Regions from separate parts of the Mus musculus genome. Here region 1 is linked to region 2. The links are chromatin contacts, called in public promoter capture Hi-C maps. All regions are on one chromosome and are shown on one strand. The core of a region is the stretch at or near the end of the contact, and the rest is flanking DNA. Distances in the headings are between cores, read along the strand shown. Region 1 holds the start of Zfp182 (zinc finger protein 182). Region 2 holds the start of Rbm10 (RNA binding motif protein 10).

Region 1 (2,700 bases), core at 68-2,567, 440 kb before region 2:
TAGGACCAGTCACAGCAGTCCCTGGGCTGGGCCAGCTGGGGGAAAATATTCCCCTTCAAGTTGCAGGATGTTCTTGAGTTCTCCAAGTTTTGTGGTAGCAAAAGCTGTGGTACAAACGTGGGCAGTGGTGGCGCTCGCCTTTAATCCCAGCACTTGGGAGGCAGAGGCAGGCGGATTTCTGAGTTCGAGGCCAGCCTAGTCTACAGAGTGAGTTCCAAGAAGGACAGCCAGGACTACACAGAAAAACCCTGTCTCGAAAAACAACAAAACAAAACAAAGCTGTGGTAAAAACTCCCAACTAAGCCATTTCGAGGTTGTGCTGCCACCTGCTGCAGCCATCACTTGCCACCAAACAGGGAGAAAAAAAAAATTGCCAAAGACCAGTGACTGAAAATCTTTTACCCTGCCCACTAATCCTGTCTGGGAAAAGGCCCCCAGCCAGCTGTTGGGTAACACGAAGAGGTGAGGGTTTTATTTGGGCTATCCTGCACCATTTTAAAAGAATAGTTTTTTATTGAATACACTGCAGGGGTGCAGTGAAGTGGGCGGTAACTAACTGCTTGTAGATTTATATGTAATTTTAAGCTCGGTATACAATGTTAGGTTGCTCCGTCTGTTTTAATAAATAAAATATGATGCCCTGTCTCTGGTTTAGAAAGTCCTATACCATGTAGTCAATAACCACACCTTCTCATTCCCAGCACAATGACTGCTTTCTCTGGAAAGGTGAAGGCATTGTCAGCCACCACTTAAAACACTACTTTTCCCACTGTGTGGCCCTCTATGGCAGTAAATTCTTAAGTTTGTTGTTTGAATTGTCTTATGGTCCTTTAGATACTAAAATGCAAACTCCCAGTACTAGACAAAAGGATGGAGCCAAGGCTTTTCCCTAAACTGGTATTCAAATCACTTAAAGAGGTCGCAGGCCTGCATTGTCTTGTTAATTACACCTGTACCCTGTGGCTACTCTCTGAATTCACCACAGGAATTCGTCCTTGTTTTAATAATTTTCTTAATTGGACCCTCCCATTTTCTGCTGTATCAAAAAAAAATGGCGCCTGACGTCCTTAGAAACTGCTAATTTCTGCAAAACAAACACCAGCTTTGTCAGGAGACTCGGGAGTATAAAAGAAACAGTGGATGCCGTTTGTTTTTTTTGTTTTTTGTTTTTTTTTTCCTAATCGGTGACATCACCGACGCGGCCCACTACCCTCTGCGCCTGCGTTGAGCCTGGTCGCCTTTGCGCGCCATGTTGACTATTGGCGGATGCTGTCTCAAAGGCAAACCTGAGCATGCGTAGAACAAACCGCTGTCCTAAGTTTAGGCGACAGAGACAGCTAGTTGGTCCGATGCGGAAGTGCTTTTCCAGGCCGTTTACGGAAAGGTCTACTCAACACCCTGCAAAAAATCTGGTTGAGTAAAGATGAGGGTCTGTGTTAGACTGGGGTCGCGAGCTGAGTGGTGGGTAGTTCTAAGTGGAGGGAGGTTCGGGTATGTCATTGATGCGAGAGACTGGGAGATGGGATGATGGGGGCTTGAGAGATGAGTAAACGGGGGTCTGCGGACTTAATAGTGGACAAAGTTATGAGGCTAGTTAGGATTAAGTGAGTCGTACTAAACTTTAGCTTTTACACATTTTCTAGCACAGTGATCCCCTCTTTAGATGCGCCCCCTTGTTTCCGTCTTCCAGTGTACAGCTCGCAGGAATCATGGGGAAGAGTGCTGGATTAAATCAGCATTTAAAGACTTCTTTACAGCACCTGAGCTAAACAGCCCCAGTGAGGGAGGTGAGAGAAAAAGGAAAACAAGCAGACAAAAAACGTCATCTGTAGAGCCTTAGCGGCCTTTGGACATTTGGAGGTCTGAGGAGGGATAGACAGGTACCATTTGAATAATAGGTAGAGGCTTATGTTTTAGAGTGTAATAAATAGCATTTGAGTTAAGAATTAACTTGAGGCCGGGCGGTGGTGGCACACGCCTTTAATCCCAGCGCTTGGGAGGCAGAGGCAGGTGGATTTCTGAGTTCGAAGCCAGCCTGGTCTACAGAGTGAGTTCCAGGACAGCTAGGAGAAACCCTGTCTCGAAAAACCTAAATAAATAAAGAAATAAAGAATTAACTTGAAAATAGAGAAGAAAATAGGAGCTAATTTTCCCTTATTTAAATGTCCATTCTTAGACATTCAAGAGCTATATATCACTTAATAGTTAACATTTAATTTATATATTTAAAATGTATGCCTGCAGTTTTATATATCTTATTTAGAAATTTAATTTGGCTTAAGATATTTTTCTGAAACAGTTTTCTAAACTTTGAGTTACAAAATATGTAGATAATACGTGTGTAGTTCCATACATTTTTTAACAACTATAGAGCATTTCATCCTGAATTTCTATTTATTATCATATTACACATTTTCTATGATTGCTTTAGTTTGGCATTATTAAAATCTGTTCTATGTATCTCAGTGGTATAGTACTGGCTTAGCATGCACAGAGCCCTAGGAATAGATTCTATCAGTACTACAAGGAATTGTTGCTGCTGATGTGGTGGCACACTCCATTAATTCTAGTACTTGGGAGTTAAAAGCCAGCCAGGGCTACACAGAGAGATCCTGTCTCAAAACAAAACAAAACAAAAAACAAACAAGCAAACAAAAACCAAACAAAACAAAAAACTTAGAGTTGTCCATACTCTTCCAG
Region 2 (2,700 bases), core at 110-2,609:
CCAGTGGATGAGAACCTGACACAAAATGCTCAATGGCAAAAGAATGAGTCTAATTTTGTTGCATACACAGCACAGAAAAGAAACAAAGTTACAGACAAGCCCCCAAAATAGCCAAGGGCCAGGATCACAGGATACCTATAAGAGACACAATTAAACGGATTTCCCTTTGAATATATAGACCTCACTGTTACAGATACAACTCCCAAAAGAAGAAACGCCGGATATATATATTCTCTGCACCCCCTCCCCAAACTAACTAAGTTGGGGTCGATCAGTAACAAGCCTGCTTCCTGATAAGGATCAGAGGTCAGATACAGACCCCAAGGATAAAAACCATATTCACTTTCTTTCTCCGCGCTTGTCACCCTCATTCCCACCACATAAATGAATAGAGGCCGCAGCCAGAGTATTTCCCCGTGGATAGTTAAGTAACAAGGGCAGTCAGCACAACCCTCCTCTAAGAACACCCCCCGCAAAGTCGCAAACACGCGCGTTTCAAAAGATAAAAAGTTCGGTGGGCAAATACAGTAAGTCACAGTACCCCACTCCCATCTGTCTCTCCCTTCCCCCAACCCGCGTGCACCCATCCCGCGTCCCAATCGCGCACGCGCTTTTGCTTTCATAAGAAAAAAGCTGGGGTGGGGGACCATACCCCCTCTTCAGGTGCAGGCTGTGCAGGCATCCCTCAGCTCTGTGCGAACTCCGAGGGTACAGTCCGTCCCCGCGCCTCTTCTATGCACACCGGCCCTCTCCCCCTCCCACGCGCCCAGCTCCTTTACCTCCGATCCCACGACCCGCAACGGCGCTCACCTTCTCGGCCCGGGCTGTCAAGGGAGGGCTCCCAGGCATCACCTCCGCCCGCCACCACCTCCTTCAGAACTGTTAGTTCAAATGGGAGCCAATGCATGCAACTACCAAGTCCAAGACTGGGAGCAAAAAGGAGGAAAGGGGGAGGGGAGACGCGACCGACGCGTTGCCCTCCCAAGGAAACTCGGTGCCACCTCCTCCTAGCCGGCCACAGTCACCAACACAAAATGGCGACGAGAAGAGAGCCGGCGATCCGACCACCATCCACCTACTAAGGGAGCGCGCTCTGGCCGGCCTTGACGATTGGTTGCCGGTCACCATTGGCTGGCCCTGGCATTCTCTGATTGGCAAGCATATGCTACCTCCCCATTCCCTGTGAGAACGGCCCAGGAGTCCAGAAAAAAGAGTAGCTATTGGCTACCCCTAAGAGGCCCGCTCTTTAGAAGCTTGCTGTCCTTTGAAGTTGAAAGACAACTAGAAGCTCCACCTCTTTCCCTACAGGGCCATCTAGATGTCACCGCTTTCTTCTTACGAAGAAAATGAACAGACCTCTCAAAAACAACTCTCTCCCAGACTAACAGAAATGATAACGTTGATTCGGTAGCGACACGGCGTGGGAGGCAAAATAGAGTCCGCACCTCGCCGAACTCGTAAACAAACTTAGGCCGGGGATCTATTTAGCAAGGTAAGGGCGGAGCGACAAAAATCGCGCTGGGATCAACCGCAGCTGCGCACATTGTATTTCCGTCTCCCTCCCCCCCCCCGCCCCCCAGGACTCCGCAGTACAAGCTGTCATGGCGGCCCGACTGTTAAGCTTGTATGGTCGCTGCCTGTCAGCAGCGGGGGCGATGAGAGGGCTCCCGGCTGCTCGCGTTCGCTGGGAGTCCTCCAGGGCTGTAATCGCCCCATCCGGTGTGGAGAAAAAGCGGCAACGAGAACCGACCATGCAGTGGCAGGAGGACCCAGAACCCGAGGACGAAAACGTCTACGCGAAGGTGAGAGGGAGGGGGGAAAACGGGACGCTGTAGGGGCCAATCTGGACCAGGGAAACCAGTGTCAAAGCGGACATTCTCCGGCCCGAGATTTGAGCAGTGGACAAAATCTTCGAATATTCAGAAATTTTGCCTAGCTTGTTTTTCTCTTTCGTTGCCTTATTTGCAGTCAGAAATCACACTGAAAGAGGGCAGCACCCAAAGCATGTTAGAAACTTTATAATTAGGGTAATACTAAACTCTAAGGTAACACGTGCATAATGCCAGGCTGTGCTAGACACTTTGTATCTATTTACTCATCTCAATTCTAAAGTAGCGTGATTTTGAAGTAGGCACTATAACTGTTACTGAAGTAGGCACTGTAACTGTTACAGTGACATAGATGAGGATACTAAAACACAAGTTGCTAGCCCAAGATCACAGCTTGAGTAGGTCATGGAGCTGATTATTTGCATTCAGGACTGAATTCCTGTGCTTTATGGAGAGCAGAGATTCTGGAGTCAGACATCTTGGGTTGAAAATTATTCACTTGTATGACCTTGGACAAGTAATTTAATCTCTTGGTGCCTCGGTTTCTTTGTAAAGTGAGAAAAGTACTAGGAAAGCTAAGAAAAACACACCTGCTTCATATGAGTCAGAATGGTCACTGCAGCTCTTACCACTTACTTCAGAAGTACTCCAAATTAGAAGGTGTTTATTATTGCCATTTCCACTCTACTGAGGATATTGTGAGGTTTGTGTTTTTGAAAAGGCCTAGTATATTCAACATTAACATCTGATTGAAGATCTTAAATTATTATAGGGTCCTATAGAATAAGTGGACCCATAGGAAATTGCCAATATCCAAACATTTTTTTAATCTTTATAAATAGCACTTTCCAAGGATGAAACTTAACAGACA

The links. Promoter capture Hi-C pulls out the DNA fragments that hold promoters and counts their contacts.
Region 1: a promoter capture Hi-C map of erythroid cells shows a contact between it and region 2, with 64 times the contacts expected there. The contact joins the promoter of Zfp182 here to the promoter of Rbm10 in region 2. A contact is called at or near these places in 2 of 39 promoter capture datasets (erythroid cells and second pharyngeal arch cranial neural crest), 1 of 484 Hi-C or Micro-C datasets (CD4 T cells), 5 of 115 datasets of contacts at active chromatin or transcription factors (astrocytes, bone marrow-derived macrophages, effector CD8 T cells and 2 more) and 2 of 9 other capture datasets (adipose tissue and liver).

The regions. Positions count from the first base shown.
Region 1 is chrX:21,060,655-21,063,354 of GRCm38.p6, reverse strand. It overlaps Zfp182 (zinc finger protein 182), which reads left to right and starts at 1,317. Exons shown (of 5, transcript NM_001013387.2): 1 at 1,317-1,461.
Region 2 is chrX:20,616,162-20,618,861 of GRCm38.p6, reverse strand. It overlaps Rbm10 (RNA binding motif protein 10), which reads right to left and starts at 1,359. Exons shown (of 24, transcript NM_145627.3): 1 at 811-1,359. It overlaps Ndufb11 (NADH:ubiquinone oxidoreductase subunit B11), which reads left to right and starts at 1,243. Exons shown (of 3, transcript NM_019435.5): 1 at 1,243-1,802. The coding sequence starts at 1,602.